Linked DNA regions of Mus musculus: region 2 is linked to region 1. The links are chromatin contacts, called in public promoter capture Hi-C maps. All regions are on one chromosome and are shown on one strand. Each heading gives the region's core, a stretch centred on a gene start, on an enhancer-like site or on the middle of the called end of the contact. The rest is flanking DNA. Distances are from core to core; before and after follow the strand shown.

Region 1 (2,618 bases), core at 50-2,549:
AATGGACACTCAATTTGCAAGGAACTCACTGGTTAAATGAGATGGAAGCCGGGATTCCAATCCCTGTTGGCCTTCTTTCCACAACAAGGATGTGGGGAAAGAGACAGGAGAGACATCAAACTGCACACCACACAGCCCCTTCACTGAGCACAACACTCTCCTTTCCAGAAAAGAAAAATATCCACCAAGTCCCAGTCACTAAGTGAGGCGCTCCCTCCCTGACGGACAGATGCAGACAGGCAGCCTCTGGCTGCACTAACTATTCTCAAAGAGTTTAGAATTCCCACTCCAGGTCCGGGTCACTTTACACAAGACCAAGGTGATTGGTGTGGAAAACAGAAACAAACGCTCCACAAATATCCATTCTAGAGGAAATAAGGCTTTTAACTTTGTACAAAAGGGATGATTTGTAGACCTGGGAACTCCAAGGTCCTGAAAAGACCAAGAGTATAGGTCCTTCACGTCCATTCTCCAGTTTGTGTACTTCTGTTTGATCTCATTAAGAACTCTCTGTGTATTGGTGATGTAGTTCAATGCTTGCTAGCACACACACACAAAAGACCTGTTTAACTTGAGCATTCCTTATCCAGGTAGGTGCAGAACTTCTAAGAGTCTACGGACTACTCTAGACAGAAGGTTGTCATAGGCAATCAGTCTCAGGATATGTATGCCTAGTGGGACTTTGGCTTTCACTCATCACTGAATCAGAGAATCCTGACAGAGTGGCACCTGAAGTTTGAAGAGATCATGAAGTGAGGCTGTCCAATTCCTAGCTGCCCAGTGTTCCGGTCTTGGGCAGCCCTGCTTTGTCGCTTTGTCTCTGCCTGACCACCTGTCCTTGTTTTCCAACTTCCTGCCTCCTCCTTCTACCGTCCCTCGCGGTCTTCACCTCCCACCCCCACACCCTTCTCAGATATACCTGGGCACAGGCTGGAATAGAAGCCTTCCTTCTTGAGCATGATCAGCAGGGAGGCCCAGCCCAGGAGCACCGCGGAGAAGAAGAGGTTCTCCACCACAGCGGTGCAAGCCATCCACCAGCGCCTGCGGTACGCCTGCTTCAGCGTGGGAGCCATGGTGGCCGAGACTCTGCAGAGAAACAGAGCGCTCAGAGAAGGGCTTCCTAGCGGCCCTTGGGAAGGGTACTCCATCATGGTGGCTCCTGAGACCCCTGGAGCCAAAGAGATGGAGCCTTCATGGAGGCCCCATAGAGCCCGGTGCTGCGGAGCTGGCTCCGCGCGCTCTGGCAGTGCCAGGAGCGAACGCGCCACTGGCCCGCAGGGCGCTATCAGGAACCAGAAAGGTCTGGTCTGAGCGAAGCAACTTCCTGGCGCGCTGCCGGGCTTGCCTACCCGAGCCAGGGCGCCCCGATCCCGCTCCAGGAGACAACCCCCCAAGTTCCCAAAGTCTCTCAAAGTCACCAAGGGGCACACCGTGCTCTGTAGCCACCTCTGGCCCACAGCTAGCCAGCCTCTAGGCACCAGATCGGATTCTCAGAAGCGAGCAGGAGGCGGAAAGGGAAGTCTGGGGCTACCCCGAGACCCTCTATTCTAGTTACGCCTTTCATTCTACTCCTCCTCTCCAGAGCCCGGGTAGAAAACTTCCTCCCGCCTGACACAGCCGGCGGCGCTCGTCCTGTCTCCTGGGCCAATCCCACGGCTGCCACGTGGAGGGAGACCCTGGGCGGGCCCCGTGGCGCCTCCGCGCGCCCCTCATTCCGCCGCGCGCCTGGGAACGCGCCAGCCCCTCTGTCCCTGGGAGGGGGCTTGGGCTCCGGCAGGAAGTCCGGTGCCTGCAGACTTTATAAGGACATACTTTATAAGGAGGCAGATGGGGTGGCCGGCGGGCGGGTGTGTTTACCAGAGGGAACGAAGAAACCCGAGCCCTCCAGGGCCGCGGTAGCCACCGCCAACAAGGGAGGCGATCTGACCCGGGGACCCGAAGCAAGACCCGGGCGAGCCTAGAGGAAATGATCAGGGGAAGAGCAAACAAGAAAGACGAAGAGAAAGAGACCCTTCTCTAGGGGGTGGCCCAGCCCCTCATCTGTGAAACGGGGCTTTTGAATCAGGGATCCCCGAGGTCCCATCCTATAATGACAACCGTGGTTCTAAACAGAGTGGAAGAGAAGAAGGGGAGAATGAAGGGGTCGGACAGAGGGAACAATGTGCCCAGAGACTCAGGTAACGGACGCTTCACAGGGACCTGCAAGTGTGGCTGGGTGACTTTGAGCTGCGCTAGCTGCTCACCTGTCCCCGACAAACTTGCCTCCCGCAGCTGTTGACACCCGGAGTAACACAGAGTCTCCCCGGCGCTTCCACACTCCGGATCTCCTGAGACCCAGGATCCCAATTCCAAATCGCATCCACGCGGGGTGTCTTCCCTGCGTGCCAGACCCAGCGGGCCTCGGAACCGCCGGTCTCACCTCGTCTGCGCCCTCGAAAGAAGCAGTGGATCTGGGAACCGTCCTGGCGCCACAGATAGGTGAAGCCGGGAAGCCAGGGCATGGACTACGCGATCTGCGGAGTTGATAGCTGTATTTACAGGCGTTGGGAGCAGCGCCCCAAGGTGGGGGCGGGGGTTCCCGTCCTTCCCCACCCCTTAGGTCGAGTTTCATGCACACG
Region 2 (2,618 bases), core at 57-2,556, 150 kb before region 1:
AAATGTCTCGGGAGTCCTCACCAGCACATAGTTGCAGCTCTTGCACCCAGGAGTTCCCTGAAAATGAGTTGTGTCCTCTTCCTTGGGGCAAGCAGAGTCCTTATTTAAGGCATCTGGATCTGACTCCATTGCCTCCTCATCCTCAAAAATGTCTTGGTGTTGGGAACCCTCAACCTCCTCTCCCTCTGTCTGCTTTGTCTCTTGAGTCAGAGCCAACTCTCTCCCTTGCTCCCTCGAACCATCTGCTTCCTGCTTCAGGCTTTCCTCTCTCTTGGGATTCTCCAGATGAGCAGTCTCTAGGAAGAAGAGATAACCTGCCATCACTTGCGAGGCTCTCTTCCTGCAGAACCTCAGACAGCTCCAACCGTCCACTTGAGCTTTCCTAGGTTCCAATTTGGGGTCACACAATAGGAAGGAACTCCTTTTCTAGGTTGGGTAAAGAGAGATGTCTTAATCCAAACTCATAGCCTGAACTCTGACTGACACGACAGGTATGTATATGGATGGGAAGACCTTGTGTGAGGAGCTTCAACTGGCCCTTCATCTTAATATTTAGATCTTTTGTTTTTGTTTAGTTCTGAGTCTGAGAGATATCTAAACTAAAGATGTGTGAGCAACCTGAAAAGAGCATACTGTGACCCTGGCTCTATGATAACAACAATGACCAAGAGAGTGGGACAGAGGAAAAAGAAGGAAGAGACATGTGAGAATAAAAGGGAAAGACTTACCCAGATGAAAAGCAGAAACCATCCCCAGCAGGAGAAAGGACAGGATCAGGGGCTGTTTCATGTCTACTTGATCCTGTAGTAGAGACAATTCCACCTTCGTCCTCACAGCTGTCCTTTTGTGTCCAACGCAGCTTCTGGCACATGGCATGATACTTGTTTAATTACCTGATAAAAGGGAGGGCTACTGCTGCCTCCTCCTCTTCTTCCTCTTCCTTTTCCTCCTCCTCCCCCTCCTCCTCCTCTCCTCCTCCTCCTCCTCCTCCTCCTCCTCCTCCTCCTCCTCCTCTTCTAAAGACAGACCCTGAGCCAGAGTCTGAAACAGGCATCAGGGGTGGGCAAGATGGGCAACTGAACTTCAAACTTCTCCTAAGATCTTCCTGGCTGTTCCCTAGGACCACATTTTACCCAAGTTCTAGACCTGCAGGGACAGGTCAGCTCCAAGCCAGAGCTGACTTCATTTATGTGGGGAAAGAAGAAGCAAAGACAGTTACCTATGCTGATCCTAAAAACAGGCCCTCCAGTTGGGATCCTGGTCTGTGCTATGTGTGAGCACAGCACTCACTACCCAAGGGTCTGTGACCTCCACGCTCAGTGGCTGTGGTTACTGCCCCACAATCAGCTCTTATACTGTGTTTTTGGGGAAGTAGGAAGGGGCCAGGGTGATTGCCCCAGGCTGAGCTTGAGGATAATAGAACTGATAAAAAAAAGTTTCAGTTTTTTTCACCCCAGATCCTGCTTTCTGCTCACATGACAGAGCCCTGCTTTCAGGGACCTGTGGCCCTAAATGGAAACCCATGTCCACCAGTTTATTTCAGAGGCATGTGTAACACCAAGCCTACCAACCAGAGGAAATTAGTATTAGTGTTTCTAAAGTGGCCAGCCTGAAAGATATCCGTTAATTTGGAAGCACCCTTCCAAAGTCATTCTAGGACGTGATATGCAGAACTCAGGGAGCAGCTAGGAACTATAAAGGGAAGGACGGAGAGGGGAGGCGAGCCTGAGCATCCATATGAGGGGCGTCATAAGCAGCATGCTCCTGATCCCTGCCTTCACCTATTCCCACTGACACTATAGGATTTTCCTGCTTCACAGATGGAAACAATAGGATTCAGAGGAAAGATCACCAAGCTCACCTGATGTCCTGGCTAGTTTCTATGTCAACCTGACGAAAGTGAGAGTCATCCGAAAGGAGAGAACTTCAACTGAAAAAACAAAAGTCTCTGTAAGATCAGGCTGAAGGCAAAATTACAAAGCATTTTCTTAAGTAGTGATTGATATGGAGGGCATAGCTCACTGTGGATGGTTCCATCCCTGGGCTGGTGGTCATGGGTTCTATAAGAAAGCTGGCTGAGCAATCGATGGTGAGAAAGCCAGTAAGCAACTCCTCTCCATGGCCTCTGCATCCTGCCTCCATGTTCCTGCCCTGTTTGAGTTCTTGCCTTAATGGCTTTCAATGATGAACAGTTTTATGGAAGTGTAGGTGAAATAAGCCATTCCACTCCAAGTTGCTTTTGATTGTGGTGTTCTGTCACGGCAATAAAAATCCTAAGATTGATTCATAAGAAGTCAGGAAGCAGGGATTTCTAAGTCTTAAACATTCTCTCTCTCTCTCTCTCTCTCTCTCTCTCTCTCTCTCTCTCTCTCTCTCTCTCTCTCTTAATATTTAGGACCATATATTAGTTGTGGGAGCTGCCCTATGCATTATCTAAAGTTTAATAGCACTGTTTGTCCATATCTACTAGATGTCTGATGTTCACACACACGCGCGCGCACACACACACACACACAGAGAGAGAGAGAGAGAGAGAGAGAGAGAGAGAGAGAGAGAGAATCACAACTACTTCCACAGAATATTCTTCTCTGGATCATTTAGAGACCATAGACTAGACT

Evidence for each region. Capture Hi-C pulls out chosen DNA fragments and counts their contacts.
Region 2: a promoter capture Hi-C map of liver shows a contact between it and region 1. The contact joins the promoter of Prg3 here to the promoter of Slc43a1 in region 1. A contact is called at or near these places in 5 of 39 promoter capture datasets (the 3T3-L1 cell line, the C10 cell line, hematopoietic stem and progenitor cells and 2 more) and 4 of 9 other capture datasets (adipose tissue, liver, macrophages and 1 more).

What each region holds. Positions count from the first base shown.
Region 1 is chr2:84,839,307-84,841,924 of GRCm38.p6, reverse strand. Slc43a1 (solute carrier family 43, member 1) reads right to left here and starts at 1,299. Exons shown (of 14, transcript NM_001083809.1): 1 at 920-1,299. The coding sequence starts at 1,151. D930003E18Rik (RIKEN cDNA D930003E18 gene) reads left to right here and starts at 1,717. Exons shown (of 2, transcript NR_165656.1): 1 at 1,717-2,177; 2 at 2,272-2,618.
Region 2 is chr2:84,986,903-84,989,520 of GRCm38.p6, reverse strand. Prg3 (proteoglycan 3) reads right to left here and starts at 1,306. Exons shown (of 6, transcript NM_016914.2): 1 at 1,220-1,306; 2 at 729-862; 3 at 1-296. The coding sequence starts at 789. The region is part of intron 1 of Gm39868 (a long non-coding RNA gene); the gene reads left to right.